Linked DNA regions of Mus musculus: all the other regions are linked to region 6. Evidence: chromatin contacts called from public HiChIP or PLAC-seq data. All regions are on one chromosome and are shown on one strand. Each heading gives the region's core, a stretch centred on a gene start, on an enhancer-like site or on the middle of the called end of the contact. The rest is flanking DNA. Distances are from core to core; before and after follow the strand shown. Region 1 overlaps Fggy (FGGY carbohydrate kinase domain containing). Region 2 holds the start of Fggy (FGGY carbohydrate kinase domain containing). Region 3 overlaps Fggy (FGGY carbohydrate kinase domain containing). Region 4 overlaps Fggy (FGGY carbohydrate kinase domain containing). Region 5 overlaps Fggy (FGGY carbohydrate kinase domain containing). Region 6 holds the start of Mysm1 (myb-like, SWIRM and MPN domains 1).

Region 1 (2,731 bases), core at 56-2,555, 690 kb before region 6:
TAACTGGTTATTTTAAAGGATATAGAGGAAGAAGCTGATGGAGCGAGACATCAACAAAGATGCATAGGAAAGCCACAGAGCATCCATTCCCTCTCCAGTATACTGCCTCCAGCTATGACACATTCACCACATGGAAGCTTCTCAAATTCCCCCTAATAGGGATATTGGGGGGCTCTGCATATAGTATGACCGATTAACACAATCTCTACTGTTTCTGCACTTCCAGAAAGACAGGGTAGATTTGGGGGAGGTGGTGGGAGAATTTATAGTTGAAAGTTCCAAGCTTCTAACCATGACTTAGACTTCCTAGAGCTTAGTCCTCAGTTCTACGTGACCCAGAAGGCTACCCTGTGCTGCCTCATTAAAATAAGCAATGCTCCTGTCACCCAGAGCATCCCAAATGATTAAATAGTTCTAGGTCATTAAATAGGAAGTCATCACTCATTAGAATAAAGGATGATGTGAGCTTGCCTAGCACTGGGGGAAAGTAAATGTTTTAGGGTCTCTATGGCAGAAGCCAGGGGCTGAGACTAAACATGTATGTCTTAGTAAGCGGCAGCTCCTAAGAGAAGGTGTGGCCCTTCTTCATCCATTCTCCATTTTTCAGCCTAGAGGAAGGTATGTTAGTGCCCACCTGGGACCATGTAGACAGGAGCATCACCTCAATTACAGCACACCTGACCATCCTCCATAGTCATGGCTCCATACTATGGAGAATGTATGAACCTCAATGGAGAATATTTGAAAAAAAAAACAAACCACTGTATCTTCATTGAACACTGAACACACATGGGCTTCTTCCTTATAATTATTATCTATAAAATATAGCAACGATTTCTATATTGTTCTTACATCTTATTACATAATGTGTGTAATATAGAGATGGTTTAAATTATAGGGTGTGAAAGTTTCCAGGCAAATATGTTCCTACTTTATGTATCAGAGTTGAGAAACCTTGGGTTCTGGCATTTGAGGTTGATCATGAAACTTGTACACACTGATGGAAAGCAATACATGTACAAACCCTGGAGGTTCCAAGATGTTTCAGTGGAAATTGCCAAACTATCAGAAAAAAGAGAAATTCAATAATCTGTGCCAATGCTATTGTGATAATATAAGCCCACTCCAAAAAAAAAAAATAGAGAGGTCAGAGGTGAAAGTCAACTAAATAAAAGCCCTTAGTGTTGAACAAACAACACAAGCAAAGGGATAGAGTGATAAAGAATGAGGAGATACACACCAATGGATCATGTGTCCCAGGGCAATGTCAGGAAGTGAGATGGAGACTCAGAGATCAGCCAGGCCACAGTGGGACATGTATGGCATACTGACTCACTTCCTACAGGATGTCATAAGAATCATTTCCTGCAGGATGCAGAATGCTACTGAAAAATCTCAAATAGTTACATAATATCAGATTTACATTTATAGATAACAGAGGGAGGGACAGGACTAATTTTCATGTTGGTAACATCAATGAACGGTGGCATTTTAATTCCTAGGAGTACATGGCAATTTCTTGTACTCTGATAGACCTGTGTATATAATCAATTACATTCTGGCAATCTCTCATAATAAAGGGGAAAGATCTAATGATGTTAACTGTAGACAAGAGATTAAAAACAACCAATCAATTCATCTATTTAGCCATCTCTCATTCACCTATGCCTTTATGCATGTCATCCACCCAATCACCCTCATACTGGAGAAGAAAGTCGGTTGAATGAAATTTTAAATAATGATAATAATAATGGTTATAAAGATAATAGGCACTTGTTAGAAATAGTTTTCCATATAAATTTGACCCAGTTCATGGGAGAGTCCTTATCTGACCTAGCAGTAAGTATATACGCAGGGCCCACAAACAGATCTGACACCTGTAGAAACCACTAATGTCTCTAAGTACTTAAAACATCTCACTACTCTGGGAATCTCTACCAAAAGGACAAGAAATGAATCTAAAGCCAGCATATGCGAGGGGTTGCATAATGGGTGTCAAACCAGCATATGTGGGAGTTTGCATAAAGCATGCCATATAGAACATTTGGATACCACTTTCAGGGCCCTGTAGCAATACTGTGTTTCAAATAGAAGTGGGTGTGGACAGTGCTGTAAGAACTGGCATTGCCTCCAGTTTGTTATCACAGAGCAGAAAAGCCCCAGTAATTATTTTCTCTCTAACTGTGGTGCATTCTTTGCCAGTTAATTCTTTGCTTTTTTTGTCTAAATTTGGACCAGAAAATTAGCTCTTAAAAAAAAAAACCTGAAGATACTAGAACAAGCCACTTACAGCCTGGGGCTTACTCCCGATTGCTGCTTAAGGAATGAGAAGAGGGAAGGAAGTGGCATTTTGATTTGGATGCCATTTAGCCAGAGGAGAGAGAAATCAGCTCTGAAACAGGACCATGCAGCTCTAAAATTCATTGGAAACAATTCAGGCAATGTTGCCAAATGAAAAGAAGCAAAGAAAGAACTATGGGCTGGGTTTGTCAGGCAGTAACAACAACAATCTGTACTTGCTACCACTCACTCACAACTCGGGATCGCCCAAGCTGTGTGGATTCAAACCAGAGTCCTGAGGTCCCGACAGCTGATGTTGACTTACTCATTGATTCAACCACAAATGCCCAGTGCGCTTGTGTGTACACCTGTGCATGCATAGGTGTACGTGTATGTATGCTGAAAATAGCCCTGAACGAGAAAGGAAAGAAAACAAGACTCACAGTGGGCA
Region 2 (2,700 bases), core at 172-2,671, 580 kb before region 6:
TTTAAAGACGGGGCTTTCCCCAACCTGGTGTTGTTGTTGTTGTTGTTGTTGTTGTTGTCGTCGTCGTCCTTAAAAAGGCTAATAATTGGCTGTAGTTTTTAGATAAAGGTTATAGAAAAAGAACTAAATTCCAGAAGACAAAGCCCAGCAAAATTCATGAGAGCCTGGATAAGAACCTGGCACCCTTCCCAGAAACACAGTGCTCCACCAACTGGGTTATTCCCTCCTCCTTACTTGCAAACTTTGACTTCCTAATCCTAAGCCACCCCCCCCCCTCAAAAAAAATCATCCATAGGCCCTCCTCATCCCCTATTTTCCACCCCAGACCCCATCAGTCAGGAGCAGTCCTCTGGGGCTCTTATTCATACAGCCAGGGCAGAAGCCTTTAAGTCAAGACCAAGCATGACAGCTGCATTAGAAGGAGACTCCAGAAGACAGACTAGCAGCACCCCCAGCTAGCAACAGAAAAGAGAAACATCAGGACTCACATAGCTCACAGTAAAGACGGGAAACCCTTTAAAAAGGACAAGAAAATGAAACAAAAGACAAATCTACAAATCCAGCCACAAACTCAGACTTTAATTCTTCCTTATGGATTTGCTCCCTAAAAGCACAATCCAATGGGACCTTTTGAATTGACACACACACACTTGATCAAAAAAGAGTCAAACTTGGCCACAGTTTGCCCTTTAACTAGGAGAAGAAATTCGAGCTAAAATGTAAGCAGTGCTCCAGTGAATGGACCAGTGACAGAGGAGTTCCCCCACAGTGTGTGTCTCCATCCTGAAATGGTCATGAAGTTCATAAACATGGAAAGATCCCCCTATACCCTTCCTGGCCTGCAGCCCTGTAACAAGACAGATGGCATTATCCCATTTAAACTGAAGTACGCACCAAACACTATCTCCAGATGCTCAGCTTCTATAGCCTTAAACAGCACCAGCCTTGAAACGCTTTTACATTGCCAAACTTGAAATCAACGACTTAAAATGTTTAGAGAATTGTCCCCAAATTGGGGTGCGGGGCGGGGGTGCATTGCAAAATTCTCTTTTCTGGGAGAAAGAAAAAACACTTTATTTAATTAACTGTACACTACTCAGAGAGATAGGGCCTTAGGCCCCAGACATCTGTAGGGCAGTCATTGGGATGCAGTAAAGGCCTCTCCCTTGGGCAAGACACCTCACCCAGAATACACAAGAAACTGAAAGGCCAACCAGTGGCCTGGCTGTGAGACCCAAAGGTGAAGGAGGGAAACATTTAGCAGGCTAGAGAAGCTTTTGGGGGGAGCTGGCTAAGAGCCTGCGTGCCTGCAAGAACCCCTGGGAGGGTCACTTACTTGTCCAATATGAAATCACATTCTAGCTAGCAGGCCAGCAGGCCACCATGCACAGCCGCACCGCACCCAGCAGGGCGGTCCAAACAAGCTGTGACTCCGCCCGCTTCAGTCCAGCCCCTCCAGCAACCCTTGTAAGGAGCAACCTGATTGGTCCTTTGAAACGGGCACCGTGAATGGCCAGTACTTGTGAGCCCTGCTCCTCCCCACTGTACTGTAAGTCTTGGGTTTGCATTTCAAAATCCTTTCGCTGCCTGGATTTTAAAGATGCCCAGGCAACAGAGACGGCTCAATCTAAGCAATCCCCTCTGAGCGCCAGCTAACCTAGCCAACCTACAGTATGTGGTGGATATTTCCTGTTAAATCGCCCTCGGCTGAGCACCAGGATTGCTATGGGCTTCAATTCCTTGAACCCTTTATACCTGGTGCTTTTCAGGAACTCTCACACTTTATGCTGTGGTCGAGGCTTTGAGGTAGAGACGACACCGTAAATCTAAAAGATAGATGACCCCTGCCTTTGAGAAGTTGACATACCAGTAAGCTACATGGACTCTCGGTACCCTCATCGCTAGATACTGAGAGTCCAAAACCGGTTTGGCTTTTTTTTTTTCTTTTTTTTCTTTTTTCTTTTCCTGGGGACTATTCCAAGGTTGCGAAAACCAACCCTTCTCGATAACAGAGACTTCCTTAGTCAGACCTAGTGTGTTTATTATGTTAAGACTAGTATCCACATGACCTGAGAGTAAACGAGTGATCGATCTCTCTCCGTCATCCAGGTAAGAACTCGGTGAGGCTGAGGCCACAGGATTAGTCCTGCACTCTCCTGGAGGTCTTGGTTTGGATTTATTTTCCTCTACACAAGCAGTGTTCAACCTTCTTTGGTGACCTATATCAGATATTTACATTATGATTCATAACAATAGCAAAAGTAGATATGTGAAGTAACAAAAAATATAATTTTATGGTTGGGTCACAACAACCTGAGGAACTATTATAAAGGGTCTCAGCATCCGGACAGTTAAGAACCTAACTGTTAAGATCTACACTATGATTGCATTTCCAGCTATTCAAAAAATTGTCTGCACAGTCTCAGATCTGTTACTTAGTCATGTGGACCAAGCATACAACGGGAATTATAATATTAAGACCTGGTTGTCTTTCTTTCCGGAGCACTATGAAGAACAAATTAAGTACCAGACATGTATATGTTTTGCAAAAGTTTGGATGCTTAATACACATGCTACATTGGCTCAGCTCTTCCTTAATGTATCCCAGAAATGCAACGCGCCTGTTGCCTCACAGTCTATGGCTTGGGTGGGAACCTGAAAGGTCTCCTCGTTGCTAAACATAAACTAGTGTGTTGGCCT
Region 3 (2,700 bases), core at 134-2,633, 710 kb before region 6:
ATAGTTGGACAATTTCTACATATTTGTATAGGAGAAAGGAAAAAAGCATTTTATAGGCAGGCACTAAATGGTGTAAGTGGTACTTAATAAAGAGCTTCACTGGGAAAAGCCCTGAAAATTAACAACCTAATCAGAAACCTTGGAAAATCATGAAAAACTGAAAGATTAGAATGAGGTTGAGAAGAAAACTCAGTGAGTCAATGTGAAAACATGATGAGCAAAAGAGAGGAAGCAGAGATGAAAGCTAAAAGTAACAAATGTCATAGAAGGAAACGGGAGCTATTACCACAGAGAAGGCAAACATTGACAGAAAAAGAAAGCCAAAGGATAACATGAGCAAGACTATGCAGTTGTGGAAACTTAGACGAAAGTACAATTTCACAGAAAAACAAAATTTACCAGAACAACACTAGAAACCTTTAGTGGGGCTATTAGTACTAGAGCAACTGAGTAAATAGTTTAAGCCAACCTTCCAATAATATTTTAGAAGTCCCTGTGGTTGTACCAGAAAGTCTAACATTCACTGAACTGGCCCCTCTGAAGTACTCTGGACTCCAGAATAGCTCCTTACTTTATTGCTAAAGCTAAGATAAGATGTAACAAAATTCAAACAACAGCACTACAGCAAATAGAAAACATAGGCTGTGCTCACAAACGTCGACATGACATGCAATGAATTCAATTTTTTACGTGCAAAAAAATACATATGAGCAACATTCAAGGATGCTTGAGTGACAGAAGACATATGAGTGTGTTACCACATTATTTTATTAAAGGGAAGAAAAATGATCTCTACATATTGCAGACCGTTCAATATTACTTCAAGACAAAAATTCACAAGGAAGTAAGAGAGAACAAGAATGGAAGCACAGAGGCTGAGTTTCACTCCCAGAGGGTCTGAGAGGGACAGGCATCCTTACTGTCTACAGGGAGATATAGCTGGACCACACAGCAGGAAGATGGTTAAGGGTAAAAGCATCCTGAAAGAGAATAAGTAAGGATCTATGGCATTGCAAGTCAGCCCTCGGCTCCTTCTCAACCCAGATCCCAGAGCTCTGGCTGCCAGGGTATAAGGACTGAAGATTAGTTTTGTGGGGATCTCATCAAAGCAAAGCAAACAACAAAACAACATATCCTATGCACATAGACAAATAAACCAAAATAGTAACAACATAAGGTTAATCCAGATTGGAAAGTTCACAGGTTCCAGGGTTGAACTACCACTATCCTTGTATACTATCTACATGGCTATCAAATTTCCCTCTAAATTCATTTCTGTCTATCCATCGATTAGTGCAGCCCTCAGCCCTTACCAGGGAAACTTCTTTGGGCAGTGGATCGTGGTAGATGGTGCAGAAACTCACTTCTGGCCAAAGTATAAAAGAGGAAGTGTCAATGGAGTATCCATCTACAAATGAGACAAGAGAGGGAGGAAGAGAGTGAGGGGAAAGGTAGGGAAGAAAGGGGAGAGAAAAAAGAGGGGGAAGGGAGGGAAAGAGAGACAGTGGGGGTAGCTTGAAGCATGGGAAGACTACATTGAAAAGGGCCTCTGCATATGCAGGGACCACAGTGCTCCTGAGCTCATGCCATGGGTGCTGCCTGCCCAAGATCAAGCCAGTCAATATTCTAGGACAGAGAGTGAAGGGCTTCTAAGCCCAACACCTAAGGATATGGGGGCAACACATTATGAGTTATATTTTCTAAACAAAGTTGGGGTGGATAGGGAGGCAGAAGAAGATCGGAGAGGAGTTAGGGAGAGGGATTGGGGGTGAATAGGATCAATACATTGTATGAAATTCTCAAAGACTTAATAAAAAAATCATATTATTTTAAAGTAAGGCTAATTGAAAGGAGCCTTGTTAGTGCAGTAGGTAGTGCGCCAGTCTCATAGAGGTAAAGATAACTGAGAAAGCAGAAAGGAGAGCCCAGCCAGTTTAGTCTAGTTGGAGGGGTCAAATGAAGGAATCGGAGCAAAGCTTAATAGCGGGCACCTGCTGTGTTTTCCTAGACAGGTAGAGAGTGAGGAAAAAAAAAAAAAGACCAAACACACTTGTAGTTCTTGAAGAACCTGAAGCAGCTTCAGCAAAAAGAAGGGGGCAGGGGGTGCTTCTTGCTCTCCAGATACACTCAGAGCAAAGCAACCTCAGAAGAATAAGCCAGCCCAGTTCCAGGGGCCTGGTCTTTCTCCGGAATTTCTCCAGCAAGACTATGAAAAGAAAGCCAGCCACAGTGCTGCATAATTTATGCACAGTTCACTGCACTGACAGGGCCAGGCCCCACTCTCAAGGGAAACCTTTTGTTCTCTGCTTGGGGAATGTAGAACCTGGAGAGTCTCAATTGAGCAAGCCAGTGAACAACAGAATAATTAGAGGTAAGGATGGGGATAAATTACCAAGATATTCCTGGCTGCAGCCTCTGGTACTTCACAGGCCTGTGATGGGTCTGTGTTGTTCAAGGCATACAAAAGACTGAATTAGCAGCATTGAAGATATTGCTCTAGGGGAGATATAATGACTGGGGCTGGACCACTAATGACATCAGCAAAGAGACAAGAGGGGCTTCTTTGGGAAGAAATAGCACTGCACCGACTGCGGCTGCTTGTGTTAGGGAGCTTTCAGGATGCACGCTTGTTACTACTGGCTCTGCACTTCATCAACACTTGCTGACAGGTTCCTGACAGAGCAAAATAATATAAGCACA
Region 4 (2,842 bases), core at 230-2,729, 630 kb before region 6:
AGTTGATTAAGAATAACCAGACTCCAAAAACTGGGGAAATGGAGTGGAATTAGCATTCAAATGAATTAGTTTCAGAAGTGCTCCCTGAATACTAAGTATTGTTCTAAGCAGTTTACATATTTGATTATATGGTCTCCCAGAAGACCTATAGGAGAGAGAAAGAGAGAGAGAGAGAGAGAGAGAGAGAGAGAGAGAGAGAGAGAGAGAGAAAGAGAAAGAGAGAAAGAGAGAGAGAGAGTGTGTGTGTTAAGATATTCAGTAATCGTTATAGGACATGAAATTGAAGCAAAGAGTAATTAAATTCACCAGTTTATCAAAGCCAGGAAACTACAAAGTGGCACTAGAGCTTACTGTGTTCCCTGCTGTCTGGCTCTGGGGTCTATGAGGTGCTGGAAGATACAACTAAAGAGGAAGCTTGGAGATTATTATAATTGTTTAAATAATTTTTCCTTTACTTTTATTGTATATATTTTGTACATCTGTGCACCATATATGTGAAGTGCCTGCAGAGGCCAGAAAATTGAAGATATCCTGGGACTAGAGCTACAGATAGTTGTGAGTTGCCATGTAGGTACTGGATATTGAACACTGGTCCTCAGAACAAGAAGCAAATGCTCTTAACCAATGAGCCATCTCTCCAGCCTCTGATTACAAAATCTTGTTCACAATCCTCAAGCTGGCTAGGGAGAACATGTGAACTACTCCTGATGACTGTTCAAGTTCCAAAATACTTGCTTTATAAAGCACAGAATCTGTATGGCTATCAAGGAAAGCACTGCCATGAGAAAGAAATGAATATAAAGGGAAGTTAAAAAGTGAGGAAGGGGAGATGGAGGGAAGGAGAGACAACATCAGGGCCTGGGCAACATTGATAAGGGCTCATCAACTGTGCCCATGAACAAGGAGAAGAAACTGTGAGAGGGCCAGTCAGAAAGACTTCTCCTAAAATCAGTAAGAAATCAGAAAGGAATGGCAGACACCATCCATCCCTGAGGAAAGGGTGACTGCGTATGCAGCTTTAGAACAATTGAGACAGCAAGCACCTGGTAGATTCCAGAAGTGAACAGTCAAGAGGAAGGAGAACCAGCTCCCTCATGCATTTCTCACAAGAGGACAAAGAGCAGAGAAGAAGGAAAACAGGTCAAATAGAGGATATACACAGAGATCAGGAACAATGGAGATTAAGTAGGAAGAAGGAGGCCAAATAACAACAGAAGCAAGTGGACAAAAAGACAAAGGGAGTATTGGGTAAAAAGAAAGAACAGGCTAAGCATGAGCTATGAACAGAATGGAAGGAAAAATAAGGGAAAGACAATGACAGAGAGAGTATGAAGAAGGAAGGAGGAAGAGGAGGAGAAGAGGAAGAAATTCTGTGGGAAGCAGTGGGAACACAACAATGTCTTCAAGGAGACTGTGTATGGGGAGAGAAGGGCAGAGCCTGACTCTCTCAGTCCTTCCTTTAAATGAATGAAGTCATGTCTGATGTCACCGTCTGAGTCAAATGCCACTCAGAAGGAACGGTGGAAAGGTCTGTATCTTGTATTCAGTCCTATCCCCATGAATGAGAGGGGCTAACACTGGGATTTTTTTCGCCTTAGGGCACTGTGTAGCCTACTCTCGAGATGTGTGGAGTAAGATGAATGTTCCACCTAATCAGAAAGGAAGCTGAGCCATGAGAGTGCTCAAAGCTCCTCCTTGGAATTCTCAGGTTAATGTCCTTAGAGTGAGAGAGCTGGAAGTGGGTGGCAAACAACTGCTGGCTTTCTCTCACTGTGGCTAATGGGCAACTGGAATCTATACCATGATGTTCCAAAAGGAAATTCCAATTATAAACAGACCTCCAAGGACCTTGACTACCTAGTGCTCATTCTTCAGGGCTCATTCTTTAGGTACCACAGAGTATCCCTTACAAATTCTACTACCCCTAGTACTCCTAATCTAACCCTACCTTACCCCCTAGACAACCTCCCTGTCCTGTGACCTTGGCCTGTGAGCTGTGTAAAACTTGAGTACAATCTGAAACAGACCTCCCAACTCTACCAGACAGCGACTGCAGTAAGTGTGCCCCTCTTAGCATATCTCATTGCTTCAGATAGGACCTGGGAGCTCCTGTTTAAATAGGAACTGAGAGGTTCATGTTCAAATGGATGAGTGTTATTTTGGCAATATCCTAGTAGAAGTTGCTAATGTGATTTTCTTCATCTTTCTTCAAAGTCTGAAGAGCAGACAGTAAGCAACCTCTGTTTCAAAGAGGTCAGAGTCTGTTTACCGTGACTCATTTGGGATCCCATTTCACAGAGCATCTTGCTATAGTTTAGGTTAAGTGTCCCACAAAGCCCATAAAACTAAAGACAAAGGCATGGTGACCAGGCTGTGATTCTGTTGTAAAGTGATGAGACTTTGGGAACAGAAAGGTGACTAGTGTACTTTTTTATTAATTAACAAAAGAAAACATCCTTTTAAAATTGTTTTGGTTTGGAGAATAGCTTTTTTTTTAATGAGGGTTTATTTTGAAAATAAAATTTTCACTCAAACTTATACGAACACAATCCAAAATAAGATAATATCTAGTGACAGTTTTTCTGGTCAGATGACTTTACATAACTTTATAAAATATTCACATATGAATATCCCTTACTAATGCAAGTCTCTGATTTAAACCTAACTAAACATTATTGTAGTATCTTTTATTTTATAGTGTCAACAAGCTTATAAATTAGTAAATCTACTAAAATTTACATGTATGCATCCTTTCCTAAAAGCTGTCTGTAAAGATTAAGCATAATTTTTGTCAAGGCCTTGTCCCTTAAACAATGTGAACCCTATCTCCTTCACTGTTGGA
Region 5 (2,700 bases), core at 18-2,517, 730 kb before region 6:
AGTACTTGGCATAGCATCTAGTAACTGTTCATTAAATGCTAGTTATTAATTCCTATCTTCTGCCCTGCTATTAAAATAAAGTAGCTTTCACTAAAGTTTCTCCTATAACCTGAATATGGCCACTAAAATTGATGTGTTGCAAACTTAATATCCAGAAAAAAAACTGATGAGAAAGGGCCTTTAGGGATATGGATGAGTGCATTAATGCTCATATGTAAACAGTCTGGAGTGATGAGTTTACTCTCTTATCCTGTCTTTCTCCCTGTGAGAACACAGAAAGTCAACCAATATCAGACCCCAGTAGATTGTCTCCAAAACTGGGAGACACAGAGTACTAGTGTTCATAAATGCCCTAGTCTGTAGTATCATGGAGCATATACAGATTGGTACACCCCTACACACACACACACACACACACACACACACACACACACACACACACACATGTCACTGTATAAGCAGACAGTTTTCAGTCTTCACCTCCCTCTGCTTACAACCACAGAGACCCTTCCTCCACACTGTAAACATTCCTGGTCTGGCTATATTGATGGCTTTTACAGATATCTGCAGGCACCCTCAGCCTTGTCTTTCATGAGCTGGAATTGCTCAAAGCTTTCTCACATCCATTTCTATTCCCTCTCTAAAGATGGTAACACATATCCACAGCATCCGATGACAGTCCCACTGCTGACATCCATCCTTACCTACTTCCCCAGCATAGACCAATACTATTTGTAAGGTATTTACTAAGCACTCATATTCTGAATTGTTTTCTATTTGCTATGTGCCATTGAGTATGCTCTAGCAGCCTATAACAAGAACGCAAAGACAATAAAAAATAAAATAGACTAAAGAGTAAATGAATCCAAGGGTGAACACAAAATGAAGTGAGATGAATTTATTAGTGCTCACAAGCCCACTACAAATGAGTCTCCAGTTTGCTTTGCATACTCAATGTAGCAAAGGGGTTAAGGGACATTGTGGAAGTTGCTCAATGTGATATCTATGTGAAACAGAAAAAAAATGAAAGTCATTATTAAAGAGAGGAGAGAGAGAGAGAGAGAGAGAGAGAGAGAGAGAGAGAGAGAGAGAGAGAGACAGAGAGAGAGATTGATTGGTTGTGTTCTTATACCAGACAAGATCTACCCCATCAATGACACATTAAGAGAGCCTCAGGGAAGAACTAACTTTCACAGCACTAGAAGGTAATATGCAAGCTTCTAAGGAAGGAAAGAAATAGTCTTACCCAGCTATAATGCCCATAAACCACACCAATGACCCACATGACAAGACTTCCCTAAAAGTGCAACAGTGACATTTATATCTTGGTGGTAACTAATAGCCATCTAACTGTACTCAAGGCCTGCTTAGCAGGTGGGAAAACTAGTCAACTGCACCTGGCTTGTGAGGCCATGGATCTTAGACGAGGACCTACAAGATCCATTGTGGTAAACAAGTTTAATTCCTAACTGTAGTCTAAATACTTATCTGCACATGGACAGATAAGCATAGATCTTAACAACCATCAAAACACTTGGTTTTTTTTGCAACAGCAGGGGACCATTATAAAAAAAGCCCAAATGGTTAAAATGAACAACTGATACTAGGGTGCCTATCGCCAGCTGATAAACCAGAAAAAAAAAAAACCAACAACAACAAACAAACAAACAAACAAAAAACCTCCTGCACCTGTGTCTCAGGAAACCCTGAGGAAAAAAACATGAAAGTATTTTAAGAGCCATAAATCCATGAAGGTTGCTATAAGATTGTGCCTTCTAGCTATTACAGAAAAAACTACACTAATGAAATCACAACAGCATGTTCTTAATCAGGACTTGAACAATTCAAACAACAGTTGGCATCACAATGCAGATGGGAGCAATCTCACCAGGTCCCATGCCTAGATGAAGAGGTAAATGCGATTAAAAACTGATGAGATAGGGAGAATTGGTCTTTCCCAGGGATTAGTCCCCTGTGTGGTTATCCAATGCTAAGTACTCACCACTAGAAATATGAATATATATGTACGTATATATTCATAATATGAACATATATATGTAACACTGAAAGAACTCTGCAGGCTGTATTTATATGATGATTTGTTCCTATGTCTATACAAAGGCTGAAGAAAAAGAATCCATAAATTCAGGTTGGACATGGGGGAACAGAATGGTGAATGGGGAAGGATAATGCAAATATATTTTAGTTCAATTTTTAAAAGGCTTTATATGAAGTCACTGAAGTTACCAAGCAGATATACTGCTTGCCCTTTGAACCCCACACAGGTTAAGTACTGGTTTGGTAGTACAAGGCAGCATCAGGTTGCAAACTCATGTTAGTCTAGCTCCCCAACAGTTACCCCAAAGTAAGTCTGGAAAATAAACACTGTTTTCCCCCAGTAGCAAGAGTCAACCTCAGACCTTTGTGCATGGTGTGCATCACAGAACAAGCAAGACACTGCAAAGATTTTGCTTTTAACAACGTGCTGGCAGCTGAGTTGCTTCAGTTTAAAGCCAAGATACAAAGTCCTTGACAGAAAAGGGCAGGAGGAGGGGCAAAGAACATGAAGTATTAATAAGCCTCATAAAATCATTACCTTGTCCCTTAAGTAGCTTCTGAAATAGGAACAGCAGGGAAGAACACCAATAGGGGTATTTGGTTTGCTCTCCCCTCCCATACGTTGTATATTTCTACAGGTAA
Region 6 (2,700 bases), core at 94-2,593:
CCGGAGAACATAGAACAGAGTCCGGAGAGTGACTTTTTAGGGGAATTACATAGCATATTTAAAGGATGAAACCATAAAGTAAGGGAGGGCAAGCAGGGTAGGCTGTAGCTTCGGCCAATCATATTTTGACCATAAAGGGTTGAGCATGCGAATTTCCACCAATCAGAATAGGAGCTGGTTCCTGGGCCTGGGAACAAGAACTTAGTTTGACCCTACAGCAAGCTGGAGAGTGTCCTTGAGATGGCTGGACTCAAACTGCTGTCTCCTTACAACTTTCCCTGAGATGACTGGACGCAGACAATTGTCTCCTTCTAAGTTGTCTCTGAGATGGCTGGGCTCAAATAGCTGTCTCCTTACAACAGAAGCTCCCCCAGGGCCTGGGACCTTGAATTTAGTTTACCCCTATGATTAAATGAAGCCTGAAAACGACATGGTAGTACTTAAAAAAAAAAAAAAGAACAAGTTTATTTTGCGGGGCGTGGTGGCGCATGCCTTTAATCCCAGCACTTGGGAGGCAGAGGCAGGTGGATTTCTGAGTTCAAGGCCAGCCTGGTCAACAGAGTGAGTTCCAGAACAGCCAGGGCTATACAGAGAAACCCTATTTCAAAAAATCAAAACAAAACAACAACAAATCAGGTTTATTTTGCTGGTTCCCAATACACTTACCTGTCCAACACAGCTTCTACTACGTGAGACACTGTGCTGAACGCAGGCAGTGTAAGGACTACCAGACAGGTTTTATCCTTAAAGAAGTCACAGTCTGATCGAGAAGACAATGAGTCATGGATTCTAACTGTATGAGAGACAGATTTGAGGGCAGAAAAATGCAGAAGCAAGACTCTGATTTCTTGGAAAACCGTTAAGTTCTTTGCTTCACAGATTCCCAGCAATGATTTGTATGTATATGGCAAACACTCAGGGCAGAGTTTAAAAGATCAATCTACCAAGCTCTCTGTTTGAACAATCACGTCAGTTTTCTGAGTCTATTTACTTATCCATAAAATAAAATCCGTGAAACCTGCATCCATTCCACTGGGTCATTCTAATAATTCACGGTGGCGGGCGGGGCGGGTAGGCGCGCGCGCGCGTGTGTGTGTGTGCGAAAATGAACCAGAGACAATGGATGCCACAAAGCAGGGTCTCTCGCCTGAATGGAAAAAGATCTGCTGTGAGTTAGCCCACGTAAGACGTGAGAGAAGTGAGATAACCCATGCGGTCCTTGGGGAAGCAGCTTTCACGCAGTCTCCTGGTCTTACTCGCCGGAGTTCCCCGGAAGTGCGCCACGCCAAGGCCCCGCCTCCGGCCCTGGGCCCGCCCCCGGTCCCGCCCCGCCGCATCTCGCGGGATCTCGCGAGTACGCCTGCGTCAGGTGCAGTCATGGAGGCGGAGGAGGCGGATGTGGATGTGGAAGGAGATGTTGCGGCGGCTGCACAGCCGGGGTGAGGCGCGGAGCGGGGTCCTGCGGGCCGGGCTGTGCTAGGCAAGGGTCGGAGGATGCGGTTGGCCGAGGGTCCGTGTGGACGGCGTCGGGACCCGGGGTGCTCCCAGCCGGAAGTCGGCCGGGTCCGGGAGTGGACCCGGTGCCCCAGGTTGCACTGTTTATCTCCACTTTCTGGGCTGCGATGGACAGTGTTTAATTCGGATTCCTACCTGCATTCGCGCTGTCTCAGGCGCCTCACAGCATCTTGAACACTGGCGTCTAATTTAGTCCTGCGCCCGCTAGCGACCTGGTCCAGTCGTTTGATTCCTCCTTCTCAGAGCAAGTTGTTGAAAACTTGGGGGAAAGGCAGCTTACCCTAAAGGATCCAGATTTTAGAGTTGGACAAGTCATGTTTGCCTTTTGCTTTTGCTCTTCCTGTTTACTGTCACTCTGACCGTGATCAAGGCATTTGAGGCATTTCCAAGCAAGGCTCCGCTTGCTTGGAAACCAAGAATCACTTGTCGATCTTACTGTTGTAAGCATCGAATGAAATAATTCTGAGAGATGTTTTAGCATATGGAGAATGCTCGGCAGATGTTTTCTTTGCTGTGTTAGGATAATGTAGTGAAGACCCAGTTAGGGGTGTCATGCCAGTGCCTGCAAGGACGGGCAGTGTGATTTTAAACTGAACCTGATTTGACACGTGCCTTTAGGAGGACGCGGTATCCCTCCTTTTAAGTAATGGGGGCCAGATAGGACCTCCTGTAGAAGCCAGGTACATTACTTGTAACTTGTCAGCGACTTCGTTAGAATTCTGCTGAAGTACATACTATTACTAGTACTGCTCCATTTTCAGCCCATATAGTTCATTTGACAGGAGGGCTGCTCCACTGTAGACTGCCAGTCCTCCTCTATAAGGCACCAGAATAAGAAGCATTTTAAAATAGCCAGTGAGTTCTTAAAATGTGATGAAAATGAGGGGTAGTTAACTTCACATAAATATTTTCTCAAAAGTTCAAAAGTTACGTGGATAGCCTGAGATAGCAATAACTCTACACCAGTGTGATATATCAGACTTGAGCAAGTGCTTGTGATGTTTGAGAATCGGTGACCTCAGTGGGCGAGGGCAGTTTGGAGTTCATAAAGGAATTCACCTGGTGTTCAGTGACCGTCACCTGAAAGCATTGGCTCTGTGCCTCTCTCAAGGGTTCGTTTTAACTTTCCTGGTTGTGTTTAGTTTTTCATCCCTTTTTCTTGTACCATTTTCTTGACACTTGAGA

Evidence for each region. HiChIP or PLAC-seq counts read pairs in DNA pulled down with a chosen protein or histone mark.
Region 1: an H3K4me3 HiChIP or PLAC-seq map of bone marrow-derived macrophages shows a contact between it and region 6, with 4 times the contacts expected there. The contact joins the enhancer-like site here to the promoter of Mysm1 in region 6. A contact is called at or near these places in 5 of 39 promoter capture datasets (the HPC-7 cell line, cranial neural crest, frontonasal cranial neural crest and 2 more), 9 of 115 datasets of contacts at active chromatin or transcription factors (T-cell acute lymphoblastic leukemia, acute myeloid leukemia, bone marrow-derived macrophages and 4 more) and 2 of 9 other capture datasets (adipose tissue and liver).
Region 2: a contact with region 6 is called in an H3K4me3 HiChIP or PLAC-seq map of bone marrow-derived macrophages, with 7 times the contacts expected there. The contact joins the promoter of Fggy here to the promoter of Mysm1 in region 6. A contact is called at or near these places in 11 of 39 promoter capture datasets (the C10 cell line, cranial neural crest, embryonic stem cells and 6 more), 3 of 484 Hi-C or Micro-C datasets (B cells, bone marrow-derived macrophages and hematopoietic stem and progenitor cells), 11 of 115 datasets of contacts at active chromatin or transcription factors (astrocytes, bone marrow-derived macrophages, cardiomyocytes and 7 more) and 3 of 9 other capture datasets (adipose tissue, liver and macrophages).
Region 3: an H3K4me3 HiChIP or PLAC-seq map of bone marrow-derived macrophages shows a contact between it and region 6, with 7 times the contacts expected there. The contact joins the enhancer-like site here to the promoter of Mysm1 in region 6. A contact is called at or near these places in 9 of 39 promoter capture datasets (the C10 cell line, the HPC-7 cell line, cranial neural crest and 6 more), 2 of 484 Hi-C or Micro-C datasets (bone marrow-derived macrophages and embryonic stem cells), 12 of 115 datasets of contacts at active chromatin or transcription factors (T-cell acute lymphoblastic leukemia, bone marrow-derived macrophages, embryonic limb bud and 4 more) and 3 of 9 other capture datasets (adipose tissue, liver and pancreatic islet).
Region 4: a contact with region 6 is called in an H3K4me3 HiChIP or PLAC-seq map of bone marrow-derived macrophages, with 3 times the contacts expected there. The contact joins the enhancer-like site here to the promoter of Mysm1 in region 6. A contact is called at or near these places in 6 of 39 promoter capture datasets (cranial neural crest, embryonic stem cells, hippocampal neurons and 3 more), 9 of 115 datasets of contacts at active chromatin or transcription factors (acute myeloid leukemia, astrocytes, bone marrow-derived macrophages and 6 more) and 3 of 9 other capture datasets (adipose tissue, embryonic stem cells and liver).
Region 5: an H3K4me3 HiChIP or PLAC-seq map of bone marrow-derived macrophages shows a contact between it and region 6, with 5 times the contacts expected there. The contact joins the enhancer-like site here to the promoter of Mysm1 in region 6. A contact is called at or near these places in 6 of 39 promoter capture datasets (the C10 cell line, cranial neural crest, hippocampal neurons and 3 more), 5 of 115 datasets of contacts at active chromatin or transcription factors (acute myeloid leukemia, bone marrow-derived macrophages, differentiating embryonic stem cells and 1 more) and 2 of 9 other capture datasets (adipose tissue and liver).

Annotation. Positions count from the first base shown.
Region 1 is chr4:95,666,380-95,669,110 of GRCm38.p6, reverse strand. The region is part of intron 5 of Fggy (FGGY carbohydrate kinase domain containing); the gene reads right to left. Among named protein-coding and RNA genes, the nearest start is that of Fggy, 110 kb to the right of the region's middle. Within about 2 kb of position 1,305, at least 25 of the 459 cell types and tissues checked have an H3K27ac peak or open chromatin away from gene starts, as enhancers often do. A contact at or near this core is called in bone marrow-derived macrophages and hippocampal neurons, where this site is marked.
Region 2 is chr4:95,556,228-95,558,927 of GRCm38.p6, reverse strand. Fggy (FGGY carbohydrate kinase domain containing) reads right to left here and starts at 1,421. Exons shown (of 16, transcript NM_001113412.1): 1 at 1,337-1,421. Gm40206 (a long non-coding RNA gene) reads left to right here and starts at 1,562. Exons shown (of 2, transcript XR_867942.1): 1 at 1,562-2,109.
Region 3 is chr4:95,684,519-95,687,218 of GRCm38.p6, reverse strand. All of the region lies in intron 5 of Fggy (FGGY carbohydrate kinase domain containing), which reads right to left. Among named protein-coding and RNA genes, the nearest start is that of Fggy, 130 kb to the right of the region's middle. Within about 2 kb of position 1,383, at least 96 of the 459 cell types and tissues checked have an H3K27ac peak or open chromatin away from gene starts, as enhancers often do. A contact at or near this core is called in bone marrow-derived macrophages, embryonic stem cells and stem cell-derived epiblast-like cells, where this site is marked.
Region 4 is chr4:95,612,083-95,614,924 of GRCm38.p6, reverse strand. The region is part of intron 4 of Fggy (FGGY carbohydrate kinase domain containing); the gene reads right to left. Among named protein-coding and RNA genes, the nearest start is that of Fggy, 56 kb to the right of the region's middle. Within about 2 kb of position 1,479, at least 4 of the 459 cell types and tissues checked have an H3K27ac peak or open chromatin away from gene starts, as enhancers often do. A contact at or near this core is called in bone marrow-derived macrophages, where this site is marked.
Region 5 is chr4:95,708,523-95,711,222 of GRCm38.p6, reverse strand. All of the region lies in intron 6 of Fggy (FGGY carbohydrate kinase domain containing), which reads right to left. Among named protein-coding and RNA genes, the nearest start is that of Fggy, 150 kb to the right of the region's middle. Within about 2 kb of position 1,267, at least 13 of the 459 cell types and tissues checked have an H3K27ac peak or open chromatin away from gene starts, as enhancers often do. A contact at or near this core is called in acute myeloid leukemia and bone marrow-derived macrophages, where this site is marked.
Region 6 is chr4:94,977,743-94,980,442 of GRCm38.p6, reverse strand. Mysm1 (myb-like, SWIRM and MPN domains 1) reads left to right here and starts at 1,343. Exons shown (of 20, transcript NM_177239.3): 1 at 1,343-1,439. The coding sequence starts at 1,378. It overlaps Gm12694 (a long non-coding RNA gene), which reads right to left and starts at 1,322. Exons shown (of 3, transcript XR_867913.3): 1 at 667-1,322.